2 separate regions of the Triticum aestivum genome follow, and region 2 is linked to region 1. A link is a contact called in public Hi-C data. All regions are on one chromosome and are shown on one strand. Each heading gives the region's core, a stretch centred on a gene start, on an enhancer-like site or on the middle of the called end of the contact. The rest is flanking DNA. Distances are from core to core; before and after follow the strand shown. Region 1 holds the start of LOC123150846 (putative FBD-associated F-box protein At5g56690). Region 2 overlaps LOC123151067 (protein FIP1).

Evidence for each region. A called contact is a pair of places that touch in the nucleus more often than the background predicts.
Region 2: a Hi-C map of leaf shows a contact between it and region 1, with 4 times the contacts expected there. The contact joins the enhancer-like site here to the promoter of LOC123150846 in region 1. A contact is called at or near these places in 4 of 5 Hi-C or Micro-C datasets (leaf, root and an unstated tissue).

The regions. Positions count from the first base shown.
Region 1 is chr7A:123,338,850-123,344,866 of IWGSC CS RefSeq v2.1, forward strand. It overlaps LOC123150846 (putative FBD-associated F-box protein At5g56690), which reads left to right and starts at 2,854. Exons shown (of 4, transcript XM_044570663.1): 1 at 2,854-3,035; 2 at 3,561-4,527; 3 at 4,603-4,752; 4 at 4,860-5,307. The coding sequence starts at 3,568. The coding sequence ends at 5,165. It overlaps LOC123147029 (a long non-coding RNA gene), which reads left to right and starts at 5,537. Exons shown (of 3, transcript XR_006473028.1): 1 at 5,537-5,664.
Region 2 is chr7A:123,427,664-123,433,680 of IWGSC CS RefSeq v2.1, forward strand. LOC123151067 (protein FIP1) reads right to left here. Exons shown (of 14, transcript XM_044570850.1): 10 at 5,800-5,862; 11 at 5,578-5,637; 12 at 4,292-4,384; 13 at 4,082-4,144; 14 at 3,641-3,997. The coding sequence ends at 3,860. Among protein-coding and RNA genes, the nearest start is that of LOC123151067, 16 kb to the right of the region's middle. Within about 2 kb of position 2,423, at least 1 of the 8 cell types and tissues checked has an H3K27ac peak or open chromatin away from gene starts, as enhancers often do.

The sequences.
Region 1 (6,017 bases), core at 1,604-4,103:
CCTTTTCCGATTCATCTCCCTGGCCAACCTCAAATCTTGATCAGATAATTTGGATTTATTAGGGAATCTCTACTTGCTCTTACGATCTAGATTTATTTAAATTCACAAGATGGATCTCGAGAAGGGATCTCCATGATTCACCATTCTCCTCCCACCTTCCTTTTCTGATTCCGCTCCCGAGTCTTGACCAACCACCAAGCTGGATCAGAGGATCTAGATTTATTAAACTTTTACAAAACCTAGAGTTTCCCCAACGATATATATTTATTTAACTACATATGGTGCATTTGTAAACAAGGGACCTCCAGAGTTCACCCTTCTCAATTCATTGCCATTGGTAATGTTCTTGTCATCCCATCATGATCTAAACCTTACCGAATTTCCACAAATGAACTTCGGGTTTGTCGTGCACAACGAGCACACGATCTAGATCAAATGTTTGCCCACACAAACCCATGCTCTTATTTATCGTACCGATCTATGGTTCCATTTTACAGTTTTTGCTAGAAGCACAGTTGGCTATTTATCAAGGAAAATACAACAACTTTATTGAGTGGTTGTTCTTATCTAATTATGAGGGATAGTAGAAGCTATAAATGTGATGAAATGGGATAACCTTTTGTTGTGTAGTGTACTTGCATTTCAGCCTTCCAGGTTCATTTGCTTGATATAATTGTACTTACCCTGGCTTCATTTTCATGTAGAATTAAAATGGACAACGATCTAACATGCACAAGAAAAAGACATATGGGTTCCTATGAATCCTACCAAGGAAAAGTCTTTAAGAAAACCAGAGCAAATGTTCAGTTTACAGACCTTCCTGAGGATATGCTATCTATGGTTCTATCAAAGTTGCCACTAAAGGATGCTGTAAGGAGTGGCATTCTGTCAAGTAAATGGGAAGATAGGTGGATGTTATGCCCCAAACTAAGATTTGATGTTCTCACAGTGTCTAAGAATGTGTTTTACGAACAACAATACACTCAGAAATTCATTAAGACCGTGAATACAGTTATGCAACAACATCAGGGCATGGTTGTTGAAGAGCTCATGATCAAATTTGAGTTTGACTGCAGGATACTAGATCATATAAATTCATGGGTTGCTTTTGCTGTATCATCGCGGACGAAGAGCCTTGCCCTTGATATAGCACCAACCGATTACTTCGGTCGTACTGATCAGTACAGATTTCCGCTCGAGCTTTTAGACAATGGAAGCATATTTCAGCTTCGTCATCTAAAACTTAGCTTTGCATCATTTGAACTGCCCCCTCAATTCAGCGGTTTTCCAAATCTGAGAACACTTGACTTGTACTTGTTATGTGTCAGCCGGAAGGATCTTCAAGATATGCTGTCAAATTGCATTAATCTTGAGTGGTTTAGTATGTTTAGATGTCACCTGAATGATGAGCTGACAGTAGCTTGTCCATTGTCAAAGTTATTATACTTCCGTGTTGTGCACTGCAAGGTAACAAAGATAGTACTCAATGCGGCAAAACTCAAAACTTTCATTTTCTATGGGCGTCTGTATCCTGTTGACCTTGGGGATGCTCCAAACTTGAAACACACATTTCTTGATTTCTATACCCCAGTGACTCTTGAACATGCTTTGACTATACTTCCTAAAGTGCTTCCAAGTGTTCAGGATCTGACATTGCGTGCTTCACTCAAGGTTTGCTGTCTCACACTTCACTTTAATATGCAAGTTGGTTTTTCTGGTCTCTCTCTCTCTCTCTCTCTCTCTCTCTCTCTCTCTCTCTCTCTCTCTCTCTCTCTTTCTCTCTCTCTCTCTCTCTCTCTCTCTCTCTCTCTCTCTCTCTCTCTCTCTCTCTCTCGCAATGACCATTTATATTATGTACTTTTCAGATGCCCTTGTTGATGGAGACCTCTTGCAAGTTTTCCCACTTAAAATGTTTAGATTTGTGGTTGATTTTAGATGACAAAGAAGTTGACAATATTCTGTCTTTGGCCTCACTTTTGAGGGCTGCTCCTTTCGTTGAAACGTTAGGGATGAATGTGAGCATAGTACTCCTATCTCCTACAACGACCATCACTTTGCTATAAGTAGATTGACTCGTTAACCATGAATTATGCCTATGCTTACCATGTTTTCTCCCTCAAACTTTTGCAGTTTCGTGTTTTTGGTGTCCCACATCATGTCTCAGAGCCTGTTAAAAGCATTACCAGGTGTCCACATAATCATCTAAAGAACCTGCATATTACAGGATTTTCTGGAACAACAACACAACTTGAATTTCTAGTGCATGTTGTTGAAAGTGCCCATGCCCTGGAGATTTTGACGATTAATGGACCTAACATAGCTCGCCGAGATGATAAATGGCTAATAAGATTCCGTTCCCTAGTTCAAGAATTGGAGAGGAAATATCTTCATGAAATAATTTCACCAAATGTGAAGCTCTCAATTTTCCCCCGGAATTATAGAAATGAAATGAAAAACAGTTAACAGTAAAAATAGGGATCTGTTCATCTCCTCGATGCTAATCAAGACTAACGGGATCTTCGGATTCTCCAGTTATTAATAAAAAAAGAAAAGAAGTCCACCCTTTCCTCCTCCCTATAGCCCTGACCGACCTCCAGTGAGGACCGGATCGGACCGAGGCTCTGAAATACTCCCTCCGTTCCAAAATATAGCGCGCCCATGCTTTTCGAGGTTCAACTTTGACCATAAATTTAACTCACGAGACCGACTGCGGCGGGATCAAAAATTATATAATTAAAAACTTTTTTTGAATACGAATTCATTGGTATAATTTTTTCGCCCGCCGCAGTCGGTCTTGTTGATTAAATTAATGGTCAAAGTTGAAGCACGGAAACCGAGGACGCGCTATATTTTGGAACGGAGGGAGTACCACCCTCCGTGACCTAGAGCTGCCTCCGTGCCGTAGGCTAGCGTAGCGCCACCGCGGACGCCTCAACCCCAGCCCCCAAACTCATCTGCCGCGTCGCCGCCCATCGCCGTTCCGTTCAGCCGTCGCGCCGCTGCTGTCTCAACAGCGCCCCCAATCTTTGCCAGTGGTAAGTTTTCTTGTCACCCAGTGATGCGCTAACTGTCAGCCCCCACTGAATCCCACGAATTTCAGTCTTAGTGTGCCGGTGCCATCTAGATCCGCCCTGCACCCTCTCGCCCCCACAAACACCCAAACCCATCCTCTGATCTATCCCCGAAATCATAGTTAATGTGGTAAAATTTAACAAAAGTGACCTTTCGTTTTATAGTTCTGCTAGAAATAGAGCTCGTTTATTTGTTTGTCAAGGAAAAGTTTACAACTTCCACTAAAAAAACACAACTTTATGGACCGACTGTTCTATCTGGTTATGAGGGATATTAGAAACTAGAGATGGTATTGAATACAGCAACACTCTGTTATGCAGTTCACATGTTCGTTTTATAGTTTTGCTAGAAATAGAGCTGGTGTTTTTATCTGGCATGAGGGATAGTAGAATACAATAACACTCTGTTCTGCAGTTCACATGTGTTCTGGCCTTCCATATTCGTTTCCTCGATCTGTTCATACTTAACCTGGCATCATTTGTGTGCAGAATCAAAATGGGCAGCGATCTAACACACACGAGAAAAAGAATGAGGCGTTACTACCACGGACCAGTCATTAAGAAAACGAGAGCAAAGGTTCAGTTTGCAGACCTTCCCGATGATCTGCTGTCTACGATTCTATCAAAATTGCCACTGAAGGAAGCTGCAAGAACCGTCATTCTGTCAAGTAAATGGAACGACGTGTGGAGAGTTTGCCCCAAACTGAGATTTGATGGCTTCACAGTGTGCAGTGACAGCGTGTTTGGGGGAGAACAGTACACTCAGAAATTCATTGACAATGTTAATGCAGTCATGCAGAAGCATCAGTGCATGGTCGTTGAAGAGCTCGTGATCAAATTTGGGTTTGACAGCAGGGTACTGGGTCATATCAACACGTGGGTTGCTTTTGCCGTTTCATCACGGATGGAGAGCCTTGCCCTTGATTTAGTGCCAGCCAACTCCCCGGGCCGTACTGATCAGTACAGATTTCCGGTTGAGCTGTTGGACGATGGAAGCATATTTCGGCTTCGTCATCTTCAACTTAGCTTCGCAAGTCTTGAACTACCCCCTCAATTCAGTGGTTTCCCTAATCTGAGAACACTTGATTTGCACTTGCTACAAGTCACTCGAAATGATCTTCAAGATATGCTGTCAAATTGCATCAATCTTGAGTGGTTCAGTATGGTTAGATGCCATTTGAATGATGAACTGACGGTAGCACGTCCGTTGTCAAACCTGAGATACCTGCGTGTTGCACACTGCAAGATAACCAGGATAGTACTCCATGCAGTGGAACTCAAAACTTTCTTGTTCTATGGGCGTCTGTATCCTATTGACCTTGGGCATACTCCCAAACTGAAGCATACATTTCTTAATATCTATTCCCTGTTAACTGTTGAGCATGCTTTGACTGTGCTTCCCAAAGTGCTTCCAAGTGTTCAAGATCTGACATTGCATGCTCATTTTACACTTAAGGTCTGTTGTTTCACACTTATATTTTATCACATTTCTCCCCCTCTTATTTTTGACCATTCACTACCTATTTTTCAGATGCCTTTGTTGATGGAAAATCCATGCAAATTTTCCCAGTTGAAATATTTACATTTGAAGCTGTCAATTGGTCATAGGGAAGCTGGCAAGATTCTATCTTTGGCCTCTTTTCTGAGGGCTGCTCCTTCTGTTGAAAAGTTAGAAATGCATGTGAGTATACTCCTATCTCGTAGCCTTCTCTTTGCACAACTTGATCGATTATCGAACCATGAATCGTGCCTCTGCTTGAGCATATTTCCTCTGTCAAACTTTTGCAGTTTAGTGTTTTGGCATTCGCACATTGTGTCTCGGAGCCTATCAAGAGCCTTCCATGGTGTCCACATAGTTATCTGAAGAACCTGTGTATTACAGGATTTTCTGGAACAACAGGACAACTTGAATTTCTGGTGCATGTTGTTGAAAATGCCCCTGCTCTGAAGATATTGACGATTAAAGGAGCTGACTCGAGTGGCCGTGATCTCGATAATGAAGGGAAAAGAAGATTTACTTTGAAGTTTCGCGAATTGGAGAGGAAATACCTTCATGGGATAATTTCACCAAATGTGGAGCTCCGTATTATTTAAGTGTGCCAGACATGTAGCTGCTCTTGTACAAGCAATGGGCTGCTGTTCCATTTGCCCACTTTATTTTGACTTGAAGTTAAGGTACTTGTATGCATATAAACGTATATTCCAAAGGAAAACATCCACTTTACCCACTGATCTATTTTTACACTCCAATTTTCTTGGCCCAAATCATTTCCCAACTTAATATTTGTTGTCCACTTAACTGATTAACCCCTAAACCAGGATTTGCGCTGTCATGTCTGCGATTTCCCAACAAAACTAAACCAGGATTTGTGCTGTCATGTCTGGGATTTCCTGACAAAACTCATGAGGCGGACATATTAATAATCTTGGCCTTGTACGTTTTTTAGATCCTCCTCTGTCGGTAAGCCGCTCCGAGGCTTCGACCTGCAAGAAGCAGAGATGTTTCCCATGATGGCGACGGAATGGCAGATGCAACGTCGTTGCTGATGACTGGTGAAACTTCTTGCTGATTGCAGTGTGCAGATCTGTCCAGGTGAGTCAACTCTTTCGTCTATCATTCTCTGGCTGAGTTACCATTTAGTTTCCACTTGATTTCTTTCTTGGCTTGTGCGCATGTACGTGGTTACGGCTTTTGATTTTTGTCCGGCTTTCAAGTACTAGTTAGGAAGCGCGCTGTCCGCACATTACCTGTTAGGACATATATATTATAAGCCTGTTCGGTTCCTCTCCACTCCCTCGACTACGCTCCTGGAGCGGACCTGTCTGCAGCTTATTTTCATGGAGCGGGTAAAACCGAGCTCCACAGCTCTGCGGAGTCAGAAATATTGGAGCGGAGTGGAGAGAATCCGAACAGGGCCTATATATACCACATTTAAACATTTACTT
Region 2 (6,017 bases), core at 1,173-3,672, 88 kb after region 1:
GGCGAGTGTGGTGGCGCGAAGAATGCGCAGCAATGTCATCGAGTACCTGCAAATATTTACCCATGTCCAGGATAAGAAGCAACCGGATAGGTGGTGCCCACCGAAGGAAACTATGTACAAGATCAATGTTGATGGTTCCTTCATCCCGAGCCAAGATCACGTAGGTTGGGGTGCCGCTGTGAGAACTGCTGAGGGTAACCTGATTTGTGCTCAGGCTAGCAGAGAGACGAACATTGGGGATGCTTTTGCAGCTGAAGCAGTAGCTATGGCCCATGCGATCAGCCTGGCGTCCGACCTCGGACTGGTGAGGGTTGAGCTCGAGACTGATTCCCAGCTCCTGGCAGAGGCGCTCGACTTTCGTAAGGCGGACTCCTCGCCGTATGCAGCCCAGATCGAGGACATGAAATACCACCTTAAGATGTGGTTTTTGAAAGTTTCCATTTCTGTTTGTAGGCGTAGCGCAAATTCTGTAGCACATGAACTAGCCGGCATTGGCCGTGCGTGTGTGAGTGACCACCATCTGGAGTGGTCGTCTGATGTCCCTGCCCACGTGGGTGTTTGTATCCTGGGTGATATGCCCAGAAACCGTTAAGTAATCAAGCAGTTTTGCTTTCAAAAAAAATATCAGCAAGGAAATCTCGGAAACTCGAGCACCGAATGCGCGAAATCACTAGTCGAGGAGTACTCGTTGAAAGATCACTCCAACTCCCCAGGTTGCGATAAGTGGCGTATATGCAGCGCGTCACTTGTCACAACCTGTGAGTTTTCCCTTTTGTCGTAGATCCGTTTATTCAAAATGTTTTATCACTCATACTATGCGTCTAAATCTCAAACCGCTTTCACCGTTGGATTCCTCGCATCGAGATCTTTATAACTAGATCTCGTGTTGATAGGTTTTGACGAACTTTTTTTACGAAAAAACCGGACAGAAGAACCGAACCAGGAGCACGGGTTTTTCCCTTTCCGAAAGAGGCACGCCCGTGCCTCTCGCGGAAGCAAAACCGTGACTCTCGCGGAAGGAAAAAAAGAAAAGAAAAATTGTTTTTTTTTCGTTTCTGAGGAGGCATGGCCGTGACTCCAACGAAAGCACACCCTGTGCCTCTCGCGGTAGCAAAACCGTGACTCTCACGAAAGAAAAAAAATTAAAAAACACGTTTTTTTTGTTTCCGTGAGGCACGGCTGTGACTCTCGCAAAAGCACAACCGTGCCTCTCGCGGAAACAAAACCGTGACTCTCGCGAAAGAAAAAAAACAAAAAAGAGTTTTTTTTCCGTTTCCGAAAGGCACGGCCGTGACTCTCGCGAAAGCACAACCGTGCTCTCAAGGAAGGAAAAAAAAACAGAAAACGTGTTTTTTTCGTGACTCTCACGAAAGAAAAAGAAAACGCGTCTTTTCGCGCAAAAAATCGATTTTTTTGTCCAAAAGCTAAGGAAGACCGATGAAAAACCAAAACGTCGAAAAAATCCGGAAAAACCCGTTTAAATAGCCAAAAACGCATGAAAAAACAAAATCCGGAGGAAGCACCCAAAACGCGACGCGTGACGAATGGCTGAGAGCACGCGAAGTGGCGCTGATCGTTGCGAGGCTCCCGAAAGAGCGCTCGTTAACTAGTGGGAGAGTATCCTATGATACCGGAGCTTAGATGCTCCCATGATACGGGCTTTTGGGCCATCGGATCTCAGATCCAACGGCGTATGAGAAGCTGCTGTAGTTGTTGTACTTGTGCGCATTTTTCAGATTCTATGAGGGTTTTTTTGCAAAAATGTTCATCATCTTACAGGAGCTGTTGGATTTGAGATCCAATGGCTGAGGTCGCACGGGAGCACCTAAGCTAGTGGCTCCCTTCGTCACGTCATGCTCGACGATCAGGTTGATTTTGCCAAAGGATATAGCTCGTGCAATGTCCCTATGTGCAAAGCCCAGCAGCCAGCAGCCACACCCCTTTTTTCTTTGGATTAGTTTGAAATTGTTTATCACATTTGTCACGTGGTCGTTGCGGATGCTCAATGCATAGTGTATGGATGCCTTTCCTTACGTACCTGCTGGGCCGGTGCGTAAGGGCAGGGCCGTGTCCAGAAATTCAGGGCCCCGGGACGAAAATCAAACTAGGGCTAAAATTTCAAAAATATTTTATATGACAGAAGAACTAATATAAATAAATTGTATTCCCATTTTATTATCACCGAGCGGGAACAAATTTAATTTCCTACTATTCCTAACCTATCTTCATTAACAAATAAATTCATGACAAAGATTCCGTGGACAAACTCAATCTGGTCCTAATTCCGTCCCTGCCAACCTAACTTAGCGCCAGCCGGAATACCAATATCTAGCCCCATGGACAAATAATAGTATTGACCTACTCTGCTACTCCTAACTTAGCATCGGGGAGATCAAACTTAATCGAATACTAGTAATAGAAGACAGAGACGAAATTAGTAGACGAGACAGTGATACTTAGTACACTAGTAGTGGAGGATTGGAGGTGGCGTCGAGGTTCTGGGATCGCCGATCGGCGAAAGGCAGCCAGCAGACCGCGCCGTCCTGGGCGATTGGCAGAAGCGAACCGGTGGCGTGTTGTGTTTAGGTTTAGCGATCGATGACGGAACATGCCTGATCGATACATGTAGAAGGAGGCCTCATGGGCTGGCTTTGCTGCTGAGTGGGTCTCTGGCCTGTTTGGATTTCTAGGTTAGAGTTAGTTTTAGTTAGTTGGGGCTTAAATAACCCAAAAATATCCAAACATGATGGGTTAGTTTGGATTAGTTGGATCTAATTCACCAAAAAAACTAGCCCACACTAGAGGAGCTTATCTGGGTTAGTTCTTCTGGGCCTACTAAAAAAATAGTAAAAAAAATTACCTCTCGCATTCAAATAGGGTCCAAAGTAGTCAAATGATTGAGAAAGAATATTTATTGTCAATCTAACTCAACCATCCAAACATCTTTTTGGTTAGAGTTAGTTTAGGATTAGTTTAGGGTTAAAATATAACTCTAACCTCTAACGTAGTTAGAGTATCCAAACAGGGCCTCTATACGGGCTTGGTTAGCAGGTGGATTAATACGTACAATCAGTATACTAAACCTGGTAATCTGGGGGCCTCAAATTTTTGGGGGCCCTATGCGGTCGTCCACCACCTTGGCCCCCTCCATCGACGGGGATGCGTAAGGGTTCATCACTTCACCGAGATACAGGCAAAAATGAGAAGGCGGGAATGCTAGAACATGAGGCATTTTTTTTTCTTGAGAAAACATGGGCTGTTTGGAACAAGTGAAGAACAACTCAAGAATTATCAGGAAAATTCTGAGTTGACAGAAACTTCACAAATGCCTTTTATAGAACCTGCATGCACTCTAAACTCCTTGAGTAATGAATGAGGCACGCCATTTGCCTCTGTTTCAAAAACAATTATAGAGCCTGTACAGTTAGATGCGAACTAATAGTATGTATGCACAGTTTTATTAATAATAATTCTTTCTTCTTGTGGGCTACAAATTAACATTATTTTCTTAAAATTTTACAGATATGTATGTATATGCAGAAAAAAAAATCAGAACCTTTTTGTAACTTCTAAATGCGACATTCATAATTTATTTGAAAACAACAGGCTACATAGAGCCCAGGAGGCACGAAAACGTCACAGCTCCAGAAACCGCACCGTTCTACTTTTAATCATAGTACTGCATATTTACAAGTGCTCCCATACAGCCAACATACAACATTTCTCATTCCTACTGTACTTCAATCTACAACTACGTACGTAACTGATCTCCGAGGTTTGAAGGTTTCAAATCTTCACATGACGCCACAAAGTTCACCTATGGATTGTTACACAAAAACTGCTGACACAATCACATAAGCTAGAGCACACCTATGGAGGAACTGTCTGATTGAGGAATGTCAGGTATTTTCTCCCTGGTTGATTGGCGTCTGAGCTTTGCGCGGTTCTTCTGCAGTTCCATGTTGGACACTCTCTCAGCCTCGAGCGCTCTCTCAAGCTGTCGAGTACACACGTGAACGAGATGATGATAAGGGAAATGCTTCTGTTAAAATCAACATCAGGTTCTATCATTCATGATTACCTTTGCTGCTCGAGTGCTCCATTCACCAAGGATAGCTCTTAGTCTCTCGTTTTCTTCGACGTACTGCATTTTATCATGTTCAGCATCAACAAATAATGCTTTGCTTCCTCTTACAAGGAGTCATGCATATTTTGCCAGAACCGGCTTGGAACTATTATCTGACTACTGCAAAATTTGCAGACAAACACACAAAACTGAACGGTAACATACTTGATTGTTTTTCCCACGGATGAGCTGGATCTCTGAGTCCTTCTCAGCAATCAAACCACGAGCAACACGAAGCTCCGAATGCACTTGATTCATCTAAATGATAGATGAGCAAAGTATTTAGTCCATGCTGGAGTATTAACAGAAAAGTATGATCTACATATCCTTAAGCTAACGAAGAATAGCTTGAGTATTCTTGTTCGCCCAGCACTGTACTTATCCAAGTCGAAGTCTCGTTAACAGTGGCGGAGCTTGAAAGAAAAAGCTGGACGGGCCAAACTAAAAAAGTTGGACTGAAAATTCATGTTCAACACTCGCCGTAGAAACTGGAACAGTATTGAGTAAACGAAGTAGTCTGTCAACCAAATTGTAGATGGTCCTTTCTCCACAAGGCATCAACAAAAATCAATCTGCAAGTGCCCTTTTTTAACTAAAAAACAAGTAGACAGAGAACTTTTGCAGCACCTTCAAATCCTAAGCTGAACTTTTCAAGCATGGGATTGTGCTAAGATTACAAAAGATTCGCGAGGCTACTGATTAGCATCTGGGTAGTCAAATCATTATCCAACATTGGAGAAGTAAATCATGTAAGCTAATCTGAACCAACCTACAGCTAAGTCATGTAGGCTTCAAGTAAATAGAGAACACCTAAAGAATCTACAGACGGCAGCTCCCAGGATCCAATCGTAAGAGTAAAAGCAGCCCAAGATCGTATTTTTACACTGAACTTGGCGCCGGTGAAGGACAGGGACGCCATCTCCTCTCCTCTACCTCTGCTGCCGGCTTTGCCCTAGTCCCGCTTGCCCGTGTGCTCCCTGCTCCGCTTTGCTGGTACGGGCCGAACTGGGTCGAGACGGGGAGAGAGGATGGGGATGCGCTGCCTACTTAGGCTGAGCGTATGTGAGTCCTGCTCTGGACTGCAGGTGGGCTGCGCATGGAAGATGCATAGGTAATTATTTTCTCAAATTCCTAGGCGGGCCATGGCCCAGTTTGGCCCCTACAAAGCCTCCGCCCCTGCTCGTTAACATTTAGAGTATGAACAGAGGCAGAAAGAGCAAATTATCCGCCAAGTATATATCCTACAGATTGGTCTGACACAAGTGGTGGAACACACTGACACTCAACAACCAACCTCACCATTCACTTAATTCAGAAATAACTGCTACTTTGCAGTTACGAAATAAAGTGATGTAGAAAAGGTAGTTCAAACACACCAAATATTTTTAGGTGTTGATACCACCTCTGCCGTATGCATAGTGCGCAATATCTGGTTGGCCGAGAGTAATTACCTCAGCAGACAGTGCACGAAGTTCTTGATCACGAGATGCCAAAAGATGAGTAAGATCAACCTGGAGAAATATGATAAGAAACATAAATACTAAATCATGATGCACCAATTCACCCAACATTAAGCAGGTTGATTTACAAATAATTAACATTGAGCAGTTTTTAGTCTGCTTAAGCATTCAACGGATGGGAGGGAAAGGTTTGGCGGTAGATTTAATTTGAACCTGAGGAGTGCTGGCAGCAACACTTCTATGGTACTTACTTAAGCTTTCTTGCAACCTAAGCACCTGATGTAGAAAAAAAAAATCACATTAATCAATCAACACAACACCACTATTTTAATTGCATAAATCAGAATTTGTTCGTGGCGTGTAATGCATTGACTATTCTACTTTGTAAAATGTCAAAAGTTATTACAACACATGCCATTAACCACTTTCTG